Regions from separate parts of the Mus musculus genome. Here region 2 is linked to region 1. A link is a contact called in public HiCAR-type data. All regions are on one chromosome and are shown on one strand. Each heading gives the region's core, a stretch centred on a gene start, on an enhancer-like site or on the middle of the called end of the contact. The rest is flanking DNA. Distances are from core to core; before and after follow the strand shown. Region 1 has its middle 7.2 kb from the start of Gm51632. Region 2 overlaps Tns1 (tensin 1).

Region 1 (2,700 bases), core at 47-2,546:
TGCCCGTGGAGTCGGACTGTTTGTGCTCTGAGTTTACACCCACGTGCACACGTGAAACTGTCCACTCAATAAGACCAGTGCTTACTGATTTATTGGAATTACATGTATCTTTTTTTGATGTTCTAAGTTTTGGAGGCTTGTTCTGTGCTCATTTAACTGGGTATGTTTGTATACTTGTTACGATCATGGTGGTGGTGGTTACACAGGGTCTCGTCCTGTAGCCCAGACTGACCTGGGACTTTTGATCTTCCTGCCTCTCAGCCCTCTTGAATGCTGAGTTACAGGCAAACTCTGCCACACCTTGCTCTTTAAGTAATTTATACCTCACCTTCTCCACCAAGCAACTATGCTTTCAACTCAACAGTCCTGTTCTGCTTGTATACTGCCATGTTTTATTCCCTGTGTCCCAATTAGCTTTGGGGGGCAGGGCCTAGAAATACCTAACTCATTCCCTTAGCATGATCCAGGCTGTGTTCCAAGGGTCTGAGGTAGACACATCTATTTAAGACCCAGCACTTCCCAGCCTGGGGTAGCTAGAGGCACACATGCCTTGAGTCCTGCATGTCTAGCCAGTCCTGGACCCACATGCTCCATGCTTCGTTGTACTGTAGCTAGTAAGACCTTTGTGTCATCAGGTTTCTTTTTCTTTTTTCTTTTTTTTTTTTTTTTTTTTTTTTGTTTTGTTTTGTTTTTTCGAGACAGGGTTTCTCTGTGTAGCTCTGGCTGTCCTGGAACTCACTCTGTAGACCAGGCTGGCCTCGAACTCAGAAATCCGCATGCCTCTGCCTCCCGAGTGCTGGGATTAAAGGCTTACACCACCACACTCGGCCTGTCATCAGGTTTCTTTTCCCCAGCACTTCTTCCTCTTTTAATTGCTCCAAACTCAAGAACCTAATGGAATTCTTTCCCCCTTTTATAGATGACAAAAACTCTAAGATTTTCTACTTGAAGAGAGTCATTGAATGGGGAAAGAATGAAGTCCACAAGGAGTTCCGTGCTTCAACTTCACCTCCCCGTTCACTGGCTTGGGCAACAGAAGAGCTTTGTTCTCTATAGATAAAGAAACCAAGGTACAGAGTGGTATCTGTGAGGGGTTTTGATGGTTGGAGGCCAGTCTCAGCAAGTGATAAGTATATAACGCTAAAAGGCCACTACAGACAGGCTGGAGAGAAAGTGCCACTACATAAGACACTGTTAAGAAACTGCCATTGGGATTCTGCTGATTAACCCGGGGCAGGCAAAAGGAGTGTAGGTAGTGAACAGCAGGGGGAGCCCTTGCTGAGGCTGAGAGGACTTGGAGGGATCAGAGTGCTTCTCTTTCTCCCGCTCTTAACTTTGTTCCGTGCACAGGTATGACTTCCCTGATGAGAGTGGCCACAGCACACCAACAGCCCTGCTGCTTCCAAAGGCCAGTGAGATGCATGCCCTTTCTCCTCAGGAGCGGAGGCCAGCAAAACCCAGGAACTGAATGACTGAGCACTGGGAATGAGCTGTGTCGGGGATAAGAAGTGGTGTGAGGATTCCAATCTCTAGCTAGGGCTTTAGGATTCCAAATGCAGCCTTCCTCACGCCAGGTCCCATTACTCTCATCCCTTATGGCCCTTTGCCTGCTCTGTGTGTGCAAGGAGAGTTTAAAACCTACTTTGTTGGGCTTCAAAGATGGTTTGGAGATTAACAGCACTGGCTGCTCTTCCAAAGGACCTGGGTTCAATTCCCAACACCCACATGGTTGATAATGGCCTGTAATTCCAACTCTGGGGGATCCAATGAGAATATACAATTAAAAGACTATGATAGGATGTATGGTCCATTGCACACAGGTAATGTACTTAGGTATAAGCAAAACTCTCACACACATAAAAAAAAATCTTTAAAAAAAAATTGCTCGAGCTGGAGAGATGGCTCAGCAGTTAAGAGCACTGGCTGCTCTTCCGGATGTCCTGAGTTCAAATCCCACATGGTGGCTCACAACCATTTCTACCAAGATCTGATGCCGTCTTCTGAAATGCAGGTGTATATGTTAGAGCACTCATATACATAAAATAAGTAAATCTTTTTGCTCAGTAATACAGCAGTTCATTGTGGTAGGGACATGTAGAAACAGTGCTCTTTTTTTTTTTTTTTTTTTAGATTTATTTATAATATGTAAGTACACTGTAACTGTCTTCAGACACTCCAGAAGAGGGCTTCAGATCTTGTTACAGATGGTTGTGAGCCACCATGTGGTTGCTGGGATTTGAACTCAGGACCTTCAGAAAAGCAGTCAGTGCTCTTAACCGCTGAGCCATCTCTCCAGCCCCGAAACAGTGCTTTGACTGAAAAGGCAGTCAGTGCCCCATCGCCAGCAGGCTGGTAAGGGAGGGATGTGGGGGCTAATAATGATTCGGAGCTTTAAAATCACCAGTTTCCATTCATCCTTCTCCCATCTCAGCTAACATGACCTTGTGCCCAAAGCCTTGGAAATGCAGCTTCAAGACCCTCCTTGGGTGCTGCCTTCTCACTTCCCTGCACACATGACACTAGAGCTGGCTTTTCCTTTCAACATGTGACCTCCACCTCTGTGTGACAGTGGGCAAGGTGACACTGTGCTTTGTGGTCTCCAAACTCAAGCCCCTAAAGTGCTGTAGAACCAAATGAAGGCTCCTGTCTTTTTTCCCTCTTTCTCTGGACCCCCATTGTGCAACTCGGCGTGGGACCAAG
Region 2 (2,700 bases), core at 64-2,563, 1.2 Mb after region 1:
AAAGCCAGAGGTAGATAAATCCCCGGGTCAGCCAAATTGAATAGGCAAGCTACTACCAGTCTAGTGAAAGGCTTTGTTTCAAATAATAAGGTAGAGAGAGAATGAGGAAGAGACACTCGGTGTTGTCCATTGGCTTCCATGTGCACATGCACACACATGTACACACACACACACACACACACACACACACACACACACACACAGAATAAGATGGAGACAGTAGTGGAATCATGTTGAACCGTGTAAGCCAGCCCAGGTCCTATTCACTGACCTCAATGCACTTGCAGCTGAGTGAGTTAATGCACTGCTCTGGTGTCATGGTAAGACGTCAGCTCGTGGGAGGCAGGACTTCTGTTACCATGAGCACCATTCATTACTGAAAGGGGACATCCTGAGCCTGCTCAACCCGTACAGTACCCACTTCAGGAAGCTTCCTCTACTCCCATTCCAGGAGTCCTGGCCTGGCCTGGAGCCAGCAAGGCCAGGAGGTGAGGCATTTCCTCAGATAGCAGCACATGGAAGGTTTAATTAAGTATGGAGACTCAGACCTCCCCTGAAGACAACCTTCAAGCAGGGGAGCCAAGGAGAGTCCCGGAGGATGGCAGAAAGCCATGGAGGACATGGAGGTACATGCAAGAGGAGCTGGAGAGTGCCAGTGCCAGTAGGGGACGGAGCAGGACCCACCCATGCTCAGCGTTGGGCTGCAGAGTCACAGTTAGACTAAGACAAACTGGCCCTCGCCTTCCACAATTTAGCTTAACACAAAGAATTTGCCAGAACAGTTCAGACAATGCCATTCTTCCCACCCACTGTCACATTTCCAGAAGTTTCTCCATATTTCCCCCAGAGCACTGTTCCATCCTCGAGGACCCCCAAGCCAATTACCAGCAGGCTTAATGCAGGACATCCAGGCCTCTAAGGAAAGGAAGGAGAATCAGAGTGGGATTAAGGGCCATCCCCCCACCCACCCCCACCCCCACCCCAAATGAGCCTTCAGATCCTTGCAGCTCTCTGAATGGGAAGGCTGGACTTCTGTACCCTTGCCAAACAGAAAAAGTTCTGTCCCTACAGAGTAGGGCAAGGGAGGGGTGCTAGGGCTAGGCCAGAGCAGTAGACCTTCGGTATGAGGACTTAGGGGTGCCCTTTTGTCTGCAGACAGCTCTGGGGACCCCCCAAGGGTAACACTTTCTCTGAAAGGAAAAAGTGACCGACTTGTTTTGTGGCTTGGGGCCAGAGGGCTGACTCAGAAGCTGCCCCGCCCCTGCCCAGGCAGTTCAATGACTTCACATCCTAAGGAGTCAGCAGCCCAGCTCCAGCCCTCCCACCCCACTCCCCCCAAGCCCCACATGCCTCCTTCTGACTCTCCAGCCCAGACCCTAGGTGGCAGAGGAAAAGGCAGCACCCAGAAGCTGCACTAACTCCAGCCAGGATCCTCCTGTCATACACAAAGCCAGACAAGAGTCACGAGACATACACATGCCTTGGAAGTCAGTCAGTCAGTCAGACAGACAGAGCGAGATGTGCCCATACCAGGTGCTCACGGAAGGCAGAGAAGCACAGTGGGGGAGTGGGTTCCAAACGCCAGGCTCTGCTAGAGTGCAGAACCCATCTCCATGTGTGAGATATGTTACTAGGCACTCGACACGTGCAGTATTGCAAGTCCTGTGACTCAAGTAGGATTGTGCCTCCAGGAAAGAAGGAGAAACAGAGGCAGAGATAAGGCAAAAGGATGCATTAAAAATATGCAGTACCTGTTAAAGCCAGGCTCTCGGTGAGAACTAATTTACTTTAACAAGCATAAAATCTGGATTCCACAACTATTTTCTTACATTACTTACTTAAACCTAGAGGGGGGAGGGAGAGAGGAAGGGAGGGAGGAAGGAAGAGAGGGAAGGGGAGAGGGAAAGAGAGAGGGAGGGGGAGAGAGAGGGGTGGGGAACGAACACACAAAAGTCAGGAATAATCCAAAATAAATATTTAAATTTAAAGCCACAAACACTTCAAGAAATACAAATGATCTTGCTATACCCAAGAATTATCCCTCAGGCCAGAAATAAGAGCCACTGAAAACAAACCCTCATACAGAAGCTTATGGCCAAAAGCAAATGATCAGGCAACCACAAAACAGGCATGTCACAATCAGTGCTCCTGTGCACAAGGGCCCACAAGCCACAGGCCACCACATGCCACTCAAGAGTTCTTAGAGATGCTGGCTAGACAACCCAGCTCAACCTTCCTACACAGGCCTCGCAGGTCCATAGACCTACAACTCTGTCCCCAGTCTCCATGGAGGCTTTCAGACCTACACAAGCAACTGGTCCTAAGCAACACAGGGCAGTTCTGCCCAACAGCCCAGGTTCCCAGGGCTATGGCCTGAGAATGCCACCAGCCTACCCTGGGACAGATTCCTAAAGGAGTCCTCTGTCTTCCTTGCTCATGTCTCCAGAGGAGTAAAGTATAGGACAGGACTCTTCACTCTCTGGCCCTATCTTTCTGACTCCCTGTTTACTGGTTGCACCCAGAGGGGACAAGTACTAAAAGAGCTACCATTCACAGGGACCTCTGAGGTGATCTCTGGAGGGTAGGTCCCTTGGGCCAGTGGGCAGGAAGAGTTGCCTTCCCTCTTGTGAACCTACACAGCTGCAGACCCTCCATTGAGGCTACAGAGCAGATGCCATCACATCCCTCAGGTCAGGGTTC

Evidence for each region. HiCAR-type assays count read pairs that join an accessible place to other places.
Region 2: a HiCAR-type map of astrocytes shows a contact between it and region 1, with 4 times the contacts expected there. The contact joins two enhancer-like sites. A contact is called at or near these places in 6 of 39 promoter capture datasets (the 3T3-L1 cell line, 3T3-L1-derived adipocytes, hippocampal neurons and 2 more), 2 of 115 datasets of contacts at active chromatin or transcription factors (astrocytes and extraembryonic endoderm stem cells) and 1 of 9 other capture datasets (embryonic stem cells).

Annotation. Positions count from the first base shown.
Region 1 is chr1:72,717,770-72,720,469 of GRCm38.p6, forward strand. No RefSeq gene overlaps it. Among named protein-coding and RNA genes, the nearest start is that of Gm51632, 7.2 kb to the right of the region's middle. Within about 2 kb of position 1,297, at least 24 of the 459 cell types and tissues checked have an H3K27ac peak or open chromatin away from gene starts, as enhancers often do. A contact at or near this core is called in astrocytes, where this site is marked.
Region 2 is chr1:73,954,373-73,957,072 of GRCm38.p6, forward strand. The region is part of intron 18 of Tns1 (tensin 1); the gene reads right to left. Among named protein-coding and RNA genes, the nearest start is that of Gm39664, 75 kb to the right of the region's middle. Within about 2 kb of position 1,314, at least 93 of the 459 cell types and tissues checked have an H3K27ac peak or open chromatin away from gene starts, as enhancers often do. A contact at or near this core is called in astrocytes, where this site is marked.